Regions from separate parts of the Sus scrofa genome. Here all the other regions are linked to region 1. The links are chromatin contacts, called in public HiChIP or PLAC-seq maps. All regions are on one chromosome and are shown on one strand. Each heading gives the region's core, a stretch centred on a gene start, on an enhancer-like site or on the middle of the called end of the contact. The rest is flanking DNA. Distances are from core to core; before and after follow the strand shown.

What was found. HiChIP or PLAC-seq counts read pairs in DNA pulled down with a chosen protein or histone mark.
Region 2: a contact with region 1 is called in an H3K27ac HiChIP or PLAC-seq map of alveolar macrophages. The contact joins two enhancer-like sites. A contact is called at or near these places in 3 of 47 Hi-C or Micro-C datasets (heart right ventricle, liver and skeletal muscle) and 1 of 2 datasets of contacts at active chromatin or transcription factors (alveolar macrophages).
Region 3: a contact with region 1 is called in an H3K27ac HiChIP or PLAC-seq map of alveolar macrophages. The contact joins two enhancer-like sites. A contact is called at or near these places in 1 of 47 Hi-C or Micro-C datasets (heart right ventricle) and 1 of 2 datasets of contacts at active chromatin or transcription factors (alveolar macrophages).

Annotation. Positions count from the first base shown.
Region 1 is chr14:90,882,708-90,886,803 of Sscrofa11.1, reverse strand. The region is part of intron 3 of ALOX5 (arachidonate 5-lipoxygenase); the gene reads left to right. Among named protein-coding and RNA genes, the nearest start is that of ALOX5, 22 kb to the left of the region's middle. Within about 2 kb of position 1,628, at least 7 of the 83 cell types and tissues checked have an H3K27ac peak or open chromatin away from gene starts, as enhancers often do. A contact at or near this core is called in alveolar macrophages, where this site is marked.
Region 2 is chr14:91,151,935-91,155,974 of Sscrofa11.1, reverse strand. TMEM72 (transmembrane protein 72) reads left to right here. Exons shown (of 4, transcript XM_021072810.1): 3 at 3,452-3,591. Among named protein-coding and RNA genes, the nearest start is that of RASSF4, 15 kb to the right of the region's middle. Within about 2 kb of position 2,769, at least 10 of the 83 cell types and tissues checked have an H3K27ac peak or open chromatin away from gene starts, as enhancers often do. A contact at or near this core is called in alveolar macrophages, where this site is marked.
Region 3 is chr14:90,518,793-90,522,691 of Sscrofa11.1, reverse strand. The region is part of intron 1 of NCOA4 (nuclear receptor coactivator 4); the gene reads left to right. Among named protein-coding and RNA genes, the nearest start is that of NCOA4, 10 kb to the left of the region's middle. Within about 2 kb of position 2,186, at least 12 of the 83 cell types and tissues checked have an H3K27ac peak or open chromatin away from gene starts, as enhancers often do. A contact at or near this core is called in alveolar macrophages, where this site is marked.

The DNA of each region.
Region 1 (4,096 bases), core at 379-2,878:
TAATAAAAATTATAAATGAAATTTTTATGGTGTTAGCACCAGAGAGAATAAGCTGATTATACAGTGGGTAATGTGAAGGATCTATGAATTTGTGATTTATTGTAGAATTTTGTGAGTAAGCATCTCAGCTCAGGCACCTTATTGATGTTTTATTTTATTTTATTTTATTTTTTTGTCTTTTTGTTGTTGTTGCTATTTCTTGGGCCGCTCCCGCGGCATATGGAGGTTCCCAGGCTAGGGGTCCAATCAGAGCTGTAGCCACCGGCCTACACCAGAGCCACAGCAACGCGGGACCCGAGCCGCGTCTGCGACCTACACCACAGCTCACAGCAACGCCGGATCGTTAACCCACTGAGCAAGGGCAGGGACCGAACCCGCAACCTCATGGTTCCTAGTCGGATTCGTTAACCACTGCGCCACGACGGGAACTCCCTTATTGATGTTTTAGACCTTTGTGCTTGATGCAGTGCCCAAGGCATTGTCAAGAGCTCTGCACCGCCCCCTCCCATCCTAAAGGTTGGTGTTCATATGCCCCTTTCTCGACTTTCCTACCCCACTTCAGCCACCCGTGGCAAAGTCCCTCCAGTGAGCACTCTCTGTGCTGCTGGCCTTGGAAGGACGGAGTCCTAGATTGTGGTAATGTTAAACAGATTTCAGAGAATCAGGCTAGTTTGTTTCCTGTTAAGAGAGTGGACAGCGAGTCCTATCAGTTCCACTAATTCAGACTAAGACCTTAATGGCTGATAAATTAAATCAGCTCTGCAGGCATGTTGCCTTAACCCAGTATTTTCCAAAGTGTGCCCTGGATCATTGGTCCCAAAACTTTCTCTCCATAGTGAAGTTTGGGAAACTATATTGCATCCCCCCACTTAGAGGTTCCCAATGCACATAAACACTAAAGATTCGGAGAAGTTCTGGGGTAATGGACCCTGGTTTAAAAAAAAAAAAAAGGTTTTAATCCAGTGTTTCCCAAAAGAGCTTGACTCTTAAAGTCCTGCAGAACGAATGCTGTGTGCAGCCTTATCTGGGAAATACCCCTCCCCCAGAGAGAGGTTGGTTCAGTGGTGTGTTTGTTCTACAGAGATGGGACTTTCAGCAGGGTTTAAGGAGATGGGGCAGGGGGTTTTCTGGTGAGATAAATCTAATTGCCATCTTTTCTTCCTCCTACTCATCTGTCCTTTTCAGACCTCTTCCTTTGCTTCCGTTCAGGAAACACTGAACTTGTCACGTCTGCATATTCTTCTAGTTCCTCTTTCACATGGACTCTCAGGCTTCCAGATCACAGCTTGGAAGTCAAGTCACAACTAAGAATAGTTTCCCGTATGTCAGAAGTTGACAAGCCCAGCTGGCTCTCACCACACAACCAGCCAGGGAAGGAGAAGGAGACCCTCACACAGATTGTAACCCAGTGCTCATGTCCGCTCACTGCGACTGCATATTCCTGTGTGGCGGGCACACACACACACACATGATATATGGTGTGATGGATTTTCATCTACATCATTTAATCTAATCATCCTTTGACTTGCTTTTTTCACTTGTTCTGTTTCGAAGAACAACCGGTTGACACAGATAAGTGTTGACCATTCATTGTAGCTTCTGTACAGCGCACTGTCGTGTGACCAACCGCTGTGCCCTCCCACTGCCCCCTGGTGGACGTGTGGGCTGTCTTTACTTTCTGTCCATTACAACTGCCCGGCTGAGAGCCTCCTTACACGGCTGGTCTCCTGGTGCTCCTGTGAAAGAGGTACACTGGGAACATCCCGAGAGTAGACATGCACGTTTGCAGACCACATGTTAAGTTTTCTAAATATCGCCGATTGTTTTCGAAAGGGGTCCTGCCAAGTTTCACCGTAGAGCCATTCCTGAGTGGTTCTCTCCCCACACCATGGACCCACTTCACTCCTTGAGACATCTTCATTCCTGTTAATCTCATGTGTGTGCGTCATCTCACTGTTTCCCTCGCCCTTAAGTTGCCACATAGTTCTCACTTTGCATGAAGGTACCAGAGCTTATTCAGCCATTCTCCTATTGATGGACATTCAGCTTGTTTCCCATTTGTATATTGGGAACATATTTATATTGGGAAATACATTTTGGTGTATTTGGTTTTGGTATTAAAAACAGTGCTGCGATATTCACAATAGCCAGGACATGGAAACAACCCAAATGTCCATCGACAGATGACTGGATTCGGAAGAGTGGTATATATACACAATGGAATACTACTCAGCCATAAAAAAGAATGACATCATGCCATTTGCAGCAACATGGATGGAACTAGAGAATCTCATCCTGAGTGAAATGAGCCAGAAAGACAAAGACAAATACCATATGATATCACTTATAACTGGAATCTAATATCCAGCACAAATGAACATCTCCTCAGAAAAGAAAATCATGGACTTAGAGAAGAGACTTGTGGTTGCCTGATGGGAGGGGGAGGGAGTGGGAGGGATCGGGAGCTTGGGCTTATCAGACACAACCTAGAATAGATTTACAAGGAGATCCTGCTGAATAGCATTGAGAACTATGTCTAGATATTCATGTTGCAACAGAAGAAAGGGTGGGGGAAAAAACTGTAACTGCAATGTATACATCTAAGGATAACCTGACCCCCTTGCTGCACAGTGGGAAAATAAAAAAAAAAAAAAAACAGTGCTGCGAGAAACAACTCTGTACAAACATCTTGATTACTCGTGCTTTAATTACTATCAGATTAATTTCCAGAACTCAAAGTCCTGGATCAACTAAGCATTTTTCATTTTAAGAAATACCGACAAAATTCCCTTCCCAAAATTTTATAGCAATTTTCAATCCTACCAATGGTATATGAAAATATCCTGTTACCCATACCTTCTCCAATATCTGATGACATTGATCTCGTAAATACCTGGCAGTCCAGGAGTTCCCATCGTGGTGCAAGGGAAACGAATCCGACTAGGAACCATGAGGTTACAGGTTCAAAATCTGGCTCACTCAGTGGGTTAAGGATCTGGTGTTGCCATGAGCTGTGGTGTAGGTCGCAGGGGCGGTTCAGATCTGGCGTTGCTGTGGCTGTGGTGTAGGCCGGCAGCTGTAGCTCCCATTCGACCCCTAGCCTGAGAACCTCCAGATGCCGCAAGTGCGGCCTAAAAAGCCAAAAAAGAAAAGAAATACTGACAAAATTCCCTTCCCAAAATTTTATAGCAATTTTCAATCCCACTAATGGTATATGAAAATATCCTGTTACCCATACCTTTGCTAATACCTGATGACATTGATCTTGTAACTACTTGGCAGTCCAAAAATCCTTAAGTGAAACCCTGTGGCTCACCACATGCCCCTGACTGCTGGTAAATGAAGCCTCTCTGCATTGCTTCTTCTTTGACTTGCCTATTTATGTGATTTATTTTTCTGTGGATTTATTATTAACCTAAAGGATCTCTTTATATATTAGGATAGTATCCCTTTGTTATATGTATAGTGTGTATCATTTGTCTTCTGTTGCTTTTTTCACAGTTTTTACTTCTTTATTCTCTTAACTTACGTATTCTTTTTCCTCTGTGACTTTCGGGTTTCCTGCTTTGCTTAAGAAGTCCCTCCCCACCCCTGTGTTGCATAAATACTTGTATTTTTGTCTAATATTTCCATAATTTTGTTTTTAACTTTAAGCTTTTAATTCATGTGCTGTGTATTTTTATATGTGAAGTGTATGGGTTAAATGCCCCTGGTATCATTCATTATAGAATAAGTTTCTTCCTACTGCTTTGGGATTTCACCCACAGCACAGAGAGCTGTCATAGGGCGGCAGCCACTTGCATGGGCTCTGAAGCCAGTGCCTGGGCTCAGCCTATACTTTCTGCCACTTACTCCTTGTCCTGTGCAAGTTGTTTATCTCTCTGTGCCTCAATTCCCTCATCTGTAAAATGAGGGAAATAATTGTACTACCTCATAGAGTTTTTTGATAGAAATATATAGTTAAACCATGAGCACACATTGGATAGTATTTGATAAGCTAGTTTTGTATTATATTCACATTGTCATTTTGGCTCTGTTTTTCTTAATCCACAGCCCAGTGCCATCTTTTGGTGATCAGAACTTTCTAATAAATCTT
Region 2 (4,040 bases), core at 1,520-4,019, 270 kb before region 1:
GGTAACCACCCAGCTTCTCAGCATCCTCACCCTGAGAGAGCCCCCGGGTCTGCCTGCAGGGTCACTGGGCTGTAGCCTCTCCCACACGTTCTCCTTTCTACATCCACTCTCATCACGGTGGCTTGGTCTATGTCCTACAGAGCCCTCTGCCTCAGGAAGCCTCCTCTGTTTGCTCCAGGGCTCACACTCACCATCTCCCAACCCTGCTTCGCCCTTCGGGTCCACCTCCACACCACTCCAACTTAACCCCTAGCCTGGGCGCAGCCCTAAAAAAAAAAGGAAAAGAAAAGAAAAAGGCAATGCCACTTGCTTATCAAAGCACACAGGCTCTGAGTCTGAGTGATGGTTCCAATCTTGCCACACTACAGATGAGCTGAGTGTCCATAAGCAAGGGGCTTGACCTCCCATGGCCGTTTCCTCAGCTGCAAGCTGAGGGTAATCATAGTGATTCAACAATGAAATTGTTATAAGGACTAAATGAATTCATAGTTACAAAGCCCTTAACATGTTTGGCACATATTCATCATATAAATGTTAGTGATTACCACTTAAAAGCTTAGGAGTCAGAGTTAAGCAGACCCTGAGAGGCAGAGAGAAAGTAGGAGACAGTAGAGATTAAGTACTAAATGGTCAGAGGGAGAAAGAGAGAAGTAACTAACATTGTCACACAGATAAGAGAGGGAGACCTCTGACAGGGCCCAGCCATGTGGCACCTAATAGCTTCATGGAGGGCTTTAAAAGGCATGCTAAAGGAGTTCCCACCGTGGTGCAGTGGAAACGAATCTGACTAGGAACCATGAGGTGGTGGGTTCGATTCCTGACCTCGCTCAGCGGGTTAAGGATCCGGCATTGCCGTGAGCTGTGGTGTAGGTCGCAGACATGGCTCGGATCTGGCCTTGCTGTAGCTGTGGCATAGGCCAGTGGCTACAGATCCAATTAGACCCCTAGCCTGGGAACCTCCATATGCTACGGTATAGCCCTAAAAAGACAAAAGACAAAAAAAAAAAAAAAAAAAAAAAAGAAAGAAAGAAAAAAAAGCATGCTAAGAAATTGTACAGGCCAATTCTATAGCCCAGTGAGGTCTGCCAATGAAAGATCCAGGTTCCAATCCCAAATATTCTGATACATCCAGTCTGCAGCTGGCCCAGGAATCTCTGCTTTTCCATATTCCCCAGGGGATTCTGATTGGAGGGTCCCTAGACCCTTGGAGCATGAGGAGACTGAAGCAGTCTGGATGGGGAGGACTCTGATCAGATTCAGAAGGAGCCTCGGGCAGCCTGGTGGTGACAGTGGAGGAGCAGGAGGCGAGGAGGTGAGGGCCAGGGAGTCAGGAAGCCCGAACGGGAAGCTGGTGTAAGGGTTCAGGGGGCAGGCCCTGAGCTGAGCAATACAAGTGAGACCAGAAAGAATGGGAGTGATTCTAAGGCTATCGAAGGAACACAGTCAACCCTTCCTGGTGACTGTTGGGATGACAAGAAGGAAGGGGGTCAGGAATGGCTCCAGCTTTAAGGCTCAGACAACCAGGCAGTAAGTAGAAGGATGTGGCTGCCAGTGTCCATGCAGGGGTGCTAGGATCAAGGCAGTCTCCTCTGCTGGTCTGCAGCTCCCTTGCCCACCTCTGGGCCCCGGCCACCACCCCTATCCTCACTACCGAGTCCTGGCCCCACCCAGTGCAGGCCCTGGAATCCAGGCAGCTCTTGGAGGATGTTGGACAAGAGACAGGATTAGATAAAGAAACTCCTGGTCTGTAGTTCGGCTATGCACAGATGCCCAGGAGGCCAAGGTGCTGTGAGAAGACACTCAAAGGAAAGCAAAGGGAGGGTCAGTGGGTGTCACCTCCCTCACCTGTCTCCACCATAGGTTTATAGGAGCCGCCGTCTCTGTGATCGAAGGGGCCTACTTTGTGGCTCAGCTGCTGGCCATCTGCTTCCAGTAAGTAGCCTCCAGAGTGATCCCACCACTACCCCCAGCTCCAAGCACTCCCAGATGCCTCCACTCTGAGGCCACAGCCGAGGAGATGTTCTGTTCCCAAAGCAGCCATGAGCCTGTGTAGAGCCCCAGCCTGGATGTGGGCTCAGGCCTGTGGGGCTCAATGTCCCCAGTTCCCTTCTCCAAACCAGGGAGAGGATGAACACATCCATTTAGGACCTGACCCCACCCAGAATCCCCCTGCAGTGCCCATCCCCACCTTCCATAAACAGCCAGTCACTCAACCCGCCATCTGAGTCATCCACCAGGAGGTGGGGACCCAGCGGGAGGCCAGCTTGAAGCACACAGAGCTGGCCTTGAGAACTGATTCTGCCTTCTGCTGGGACCCAGGGACAAGCCAGGGTCACAGCTCCCACCCCACTCCACCCCTGCCCATTTTTGGGGCAGGAGGGCAGAGCTTGCAGAGTCTTGGGAGGCTACATGGGCCCTGAGGCCTCTACCTCTACCCAGTCATGCTCAATTCATGGAAGCTATCATCAAGGTGGCCGAAGGCTGGCCCTGGACCACAGTTCTCAGGACCTGGATGGTTGGGTCTCACATGGTCAGCAAAAGAGGCAAGCTTTAAACCCAGCTGTCCTAGCATCTTGCAAGGCCACTGGCTGCCTCCAAGGGCTACCAACCCTGAGGCAGAAGGCTTCCACCAGACTCTAGCAACCTCTCAGGAGCAGAGGAAGGAGGAGCCCTAGGGCCTACATGGGCTTTTTACCCTCTCCCTCCACTCCCAGCCAGGGGCTTGTCACAAAATAATGACCACTGGGGGGCAGCAATGAGCCACAGCAGCTGAACACTGGAGGAGGGCTATGCTACTGCAAAGCCAGCCTGGGGAAGGATGCAGTATGCAGAACCCCATTCTAGGCCACTTCAGAGGATGAAGGAGATGAATCTAAAGGCAAACACTTTCCTCCTCTGCATCCTGGAGGCAGCTCCCTGAGGAAACCAGCTCAGTATCAAGCCTCTGTCAGGCCCATGTGTGGTCCCTGTGTCCGGTTAACAGAGAAGCCCCTCTGGGCAGATGCCACCTTATGCCTAAGCAAGGCACCTTTGATCAGAGTGCAGCTGGATTCAAGACCTCTCAACCATGTGGTCAGGTCCTTTTTGCAGTGTATAACCCTCACAACTATCCAGCCTTCTCTACTGCCCTGTGGACTTCCCAGTGTACCCTGAGTGTCCTAGTCTCCTTCCCACTGCCTCTGCAGTGACTTAAGAGCATTTACCTCCCTCTGCTCTAGACCAGAAAGACAGAGCTGAGCAGCCTTTCAGAAAATGTACAGGAGACCCTCAGGAGAGGCCTCAGGCAAGGCCCTTAACTGTGGAACCCATAGTAAGGACTTTAGCCCCTAGGGGCAGGGGGGAGAGACTATGGCCCCAATAAACCCAATCCCAGACTCCAATGGTTTTATAGATTGCTGGGACTTATCCAAATGTTCCTACTTCCTGCCAATCCTGGACTTCCTCTCCTCAGGTGTCAGCCAGGGTCCTTGGCCTACAGAGCAAAGGAGAAGGCTCACTGGCTGGGCTGCTTCCAGAGGTTTCTGGCCTACATGCTGCTGTCCGTGGCCTGCTTTCTCCACCCTGTCCTGGTCTGGCATGTGACCATCCCAGGTAAGAGTTCCAGGAGGTATGGGGTGGGGGCAAGCAGCACCCCCTGCAGGTAAGCTCTGAGCAGGGGGGGCTGAATCCCCCTCTCATGAGTCTGCAGTGACACTGGCTCCAGGGCATCAATGGTCCCACTGCCTTCTCTGGCATTGACCGTAGCGATGAAGAACTCATCATGTGGCAGGAAAGTCCCCAAAACACGTCTTTCACATAGGTGTCCAGAGGCTGTACCCACAAAAGGAAAATGACTTTTTCTCCAATGCTTGCATGTGGGCTGAGCTTTTAGAGGGGCTGAGATGGTCACTTCTCCATCCAGACCCTTTTGTGCCTCCTCAGCTCCTACCCATTCAGGTCCAAACTCCTCAGCCTGGTGTGAATGGCACACCAAGATGGGCTCCCTGGCAACCCCACCCTCCTCTCTCACTCCACTGACCCTGCCAGTCAGCCCAGATTCT
Region 3 (3,899 bases), core at 937-3,436, 360 kb after region 1:
ATGAATCACTGTTGCTTTTTAATTAGAAATGTCTTACTTGGCATTAGATTGTAATGACCAATTTTGTGGTTAGTTTTCAGTTATTGCTTCAGAAGGCTGATGTGCTAGGATTGATTGCTCATAGTTAACATGGATGAAGGTAGACATATCTGAGTGCCGTAAGGTCTGAAATGTTAAAACGGTCCTAAAATATGCTATCGTGAATTTATTATTACCTAATTTTTGTTTGTTTCTTCAGGCATTAACCTTTATTTACGTGGCTTTTAAGACATTACAGGAGTTCCCGTCGTGGCTCAGAAGAAACGAATCTGATTAGCATCCATGAGGATGCAGGTTCGATCCCTGGCCTCGCTCAGTGGGTTAAGGATCTGGTGTTGCAGTGAGCTGTGGTGTAGGTCAGACGAGGCTCGGATCCTGCGTTGCTTTGTCTGTGGCACAGGCTGGCAGCTACAGCTCCAGTTATACCCCTTGCTTGGGAACCTCCATATGCCGCAAGGGTGGCCCTAAAAAACAAAGCAAAACAAAAACCCAAAACCAACATTACAGAGAATCAGATCCTAAATTTCAGAAACTACTTATTAAAGAATTAAAGGGCTAGGGTAAGATACACATATTATAACCTTTGAATTAATGAATTTTGATATAAAAACAACCTTTTATTTTTTTGAACTGAGAATAAGTAGAAAGAACCTACCAAGTAAAGAAATGCCTCAAATGAAATTGCAGACTATTATTCTATAATTTATAATTTTTTTCCCTGAAAATGTGTACAAATGATCTTATACATATTGTTTCATCAGAGATAACCAAATTGGTAGTTGTATTTCAAACTTAGAAATTCATAGACCATAAGTTTCCTACGATTTTTTTTTTTCTTTTTTCTTTTTAAGGGCTTGGTCTTCTAGCAGTGAATTAGATGCTAGGAAAATAAGTAAAAAGTGGATATCTGTTTTGGAGGGGAAGGCCCGGTGGGAAGGGGGAGGAACAGTGTGACTGGAAGGAACAGAAATGACTTGCAGGAGTTCCCGTCGTGGCTCATCGAAGCTGACTAGGATCCATGAGGACGCGGCCCCGGCCTCACTCGGTGGGTTAAGGATCTGGTGTGGCTGTGAACTATGGTGTAGGTCGCAGATGCAGCTTGGATCTGGCATTGCTCTGGCTGTGGCATAGGCTGGCAGGTGTAGCTCCAATTGGACCCCTAGCCTGGGAATCCATATGCCGTGGGTGTGGTACTAAAAAGCAAAAAAAAAAAGAAGAAGTGGCATGTAGTCTTAGCCTCATTCGGAGGGACGAATGGAATGCAGAGTGGTTGTGATAAGATGTGAGATCAGAACCCAGGGCTCTTGTGCCTATCCTTCATACTTGGAAGTGTTTTGGTTATTCTGAGCCTATCATGACATGCAAGAATACTGTTTATTTTTGTTAGCATTATCTAAGGAAGAAGGTTCTGAAAAATTGTTATAATTTATTGAGAACTGTGAGAATGGACTGAGATTCCTAATGAAAGTTGTTCTGATAGTAACCCATTAGAATGTTAGTTTTGGAGTTCCCGTCGTGGCACAGTGGTTAACGAATCCGACTAGGAACCATGAGGTTGCGGGTTCGGTCCCTGCCCTTGCTCAGTGGGTTAATGATCCGGCGTTGCCGTGAGCTGTGGTGTAGGTTGCAGACGCGGCTCAGATCCCACGTTGCTGTGGCTCTGGCCTGGGCCAGTGGCTACAGCTCCGATTGGACCCCTAACCTGGGAACCTCCATACGCCGCGGGAGCTGCCCAAGAAATAGCCCAAAAAAAAAAAAAAAAAAAGAGTAGAATGTTAGTTTTAATCTCTAGTGTTCACAAATAAAAATAATTTATGGATGATAATAAACTAAAGGAAGAAGAAGCTGGTCAGAGGGAGAGAATTCAGGACTAGATCCTAAGAGTCCTAGTTCTAAAGACAAATCTACCTTTTATGGCTATGGCCCTTTAGATGGTCATTTAAAGTATCTAGGCCTTTGTGGTTTCTTTTATAAAAATGAGAGTAGTCTCTAAAGAGATCATTATGGTTTTTTCCAACTTTAAATTGTGGTTTAAATTGTGTTGGTCACAAGAGAGTTACAGCTCTTAGGAAATTTTTAAACTTGTGATAAGTACTTAGCTTCGTTTGTGACTTCGTTGCTCAATTCTGGTTCCATGATCTTTGGATTTCATAACTAGGTTTGTGCAAAGCATTGTGCAAAAGGGGCATATATAGTTTATAGAACTCTTCAAGGAGAGCTCCAGGTTTCCCTGGAGCTTTATTTATTTGTTTGAAGGATCTGTGTGTTTCCCTCTTGATTTCTTACCTCCCCCAAAACCTAGGACAGGGATCCTAGGGGCAGGGAAGTTTTAGAAAGCACTTAGACATTTAACTTGTCTCAAAAAAAAAAAAAAAAATCATGTGTAAGGCACCCTAATTTTGAAGGTGGTAAAGCAGTAGTTCGGATTATAAAGGTAAAAGAAAAAGACATTTTTAGTAGTCTTTCATTGATTTGAATTTTAGAATTAGAGCTGAAATCCAGTCTTTTCACTGGTAAGAAAACAGGCAAAAAATGTATATACTTGGTGTATATTAGAGGGTTTAGACTATTGAGTTTTTGCCATGAAAACAACTTGCCTTTTGCTATGTTAAATAGTGAGAGTGTAGATGGGGAGCTAGTTTATTATTAAATATCCTTCCCCCTAAGTCTATGAAGTAGGTATTGTTATCTTCATCTATAATTAGGACATTAGGTTCAAAAAGGGTAAATGATCCGAAGTTATAGCATTGATTAATGGCTGTATGAGTCTAAGCCAGGGCGTCCTCACTTCAAAGCCTTTTCTAGCGTCAGTACTGTTTTCTGTAGTCCAAAGGTTGAAGTTCCTTAGGTCCCCATAACTCAGCTAAACCTAAGAACAAAAACAGCAAAAGCCTTAAAAAATGTGGTGTATACGAGGCTGGGTTAAGTGATTATAGGCAGATGTTGTCTCTCTTTAACTTCACTGCAGCACTTGGTAGCTACTGTCATTGTCTCTGTTTTTTTTTCCCAGAGGATATTGAGGTCCAAAAAGGTTAAGTGTCTAGCTCCTGTGTCTCAAGTTTGCAAATAAAGCCAGAATTCTGGTTTTGTAGACCTCAGAGTAATCTTTTAACCCTCATGCTCGTTACACTGGTTGTCTAACCTGAAACAAATGGTAAATTGTTGAAATTGCCCATGTGAGCTAGATAACTTATTTGAGTCTCTTTGGATGTGACATTTTATAAAACTAGCTCAGGCTTCACTTTATGGTGGTTTGAATTCACCTGTGTGGAGGAATTCTTGGTTTCAGCTTGGAGGGCTTCCTCCTCACTGAAGGCAGACCTTTGCACAGCTCCTTTCTTGGAATCTAGGCTTATGGAAGCTGACTGCCCCTTGACTGCTCCACACAGCAGGGGCAGCAAAGGGACAGGCATCCCAGGACTGGCATAAAGAAATTAAATAGGTTCTTTTTTCTTTTTTTCACTGTTAAAGTTTTATTGAAATGTAGTTGATTTACAGTTGATTTACAGTGTTGTGATAATTTCTGCTGTACAACAAATTAATTCAGTTATACAGGAACACACATCCATTCTCTTTCAAATTCTTTTTGAAACAGGTTTTTCTTAGTGGCTAACAAATGGGCTCTAAAGACCCTTATTCTAATAAGATGCCTATTTCATTTTAATTTGAAAACAAAGGATAAATACGTAGGGTAAAAAATCCATTTTGTAACTTTTAAATCTCCTACCTTCTTTTCTCAGCTGATAAGGGGAAAATCCAATTTATGTACTTTTGTCATATTCTGTTCTTGTTAGGCAATTGTATAGTACTTGTGATTGACTTGAGAAGACTTACTTCTGTAAGTTAGTACCATGGGCATT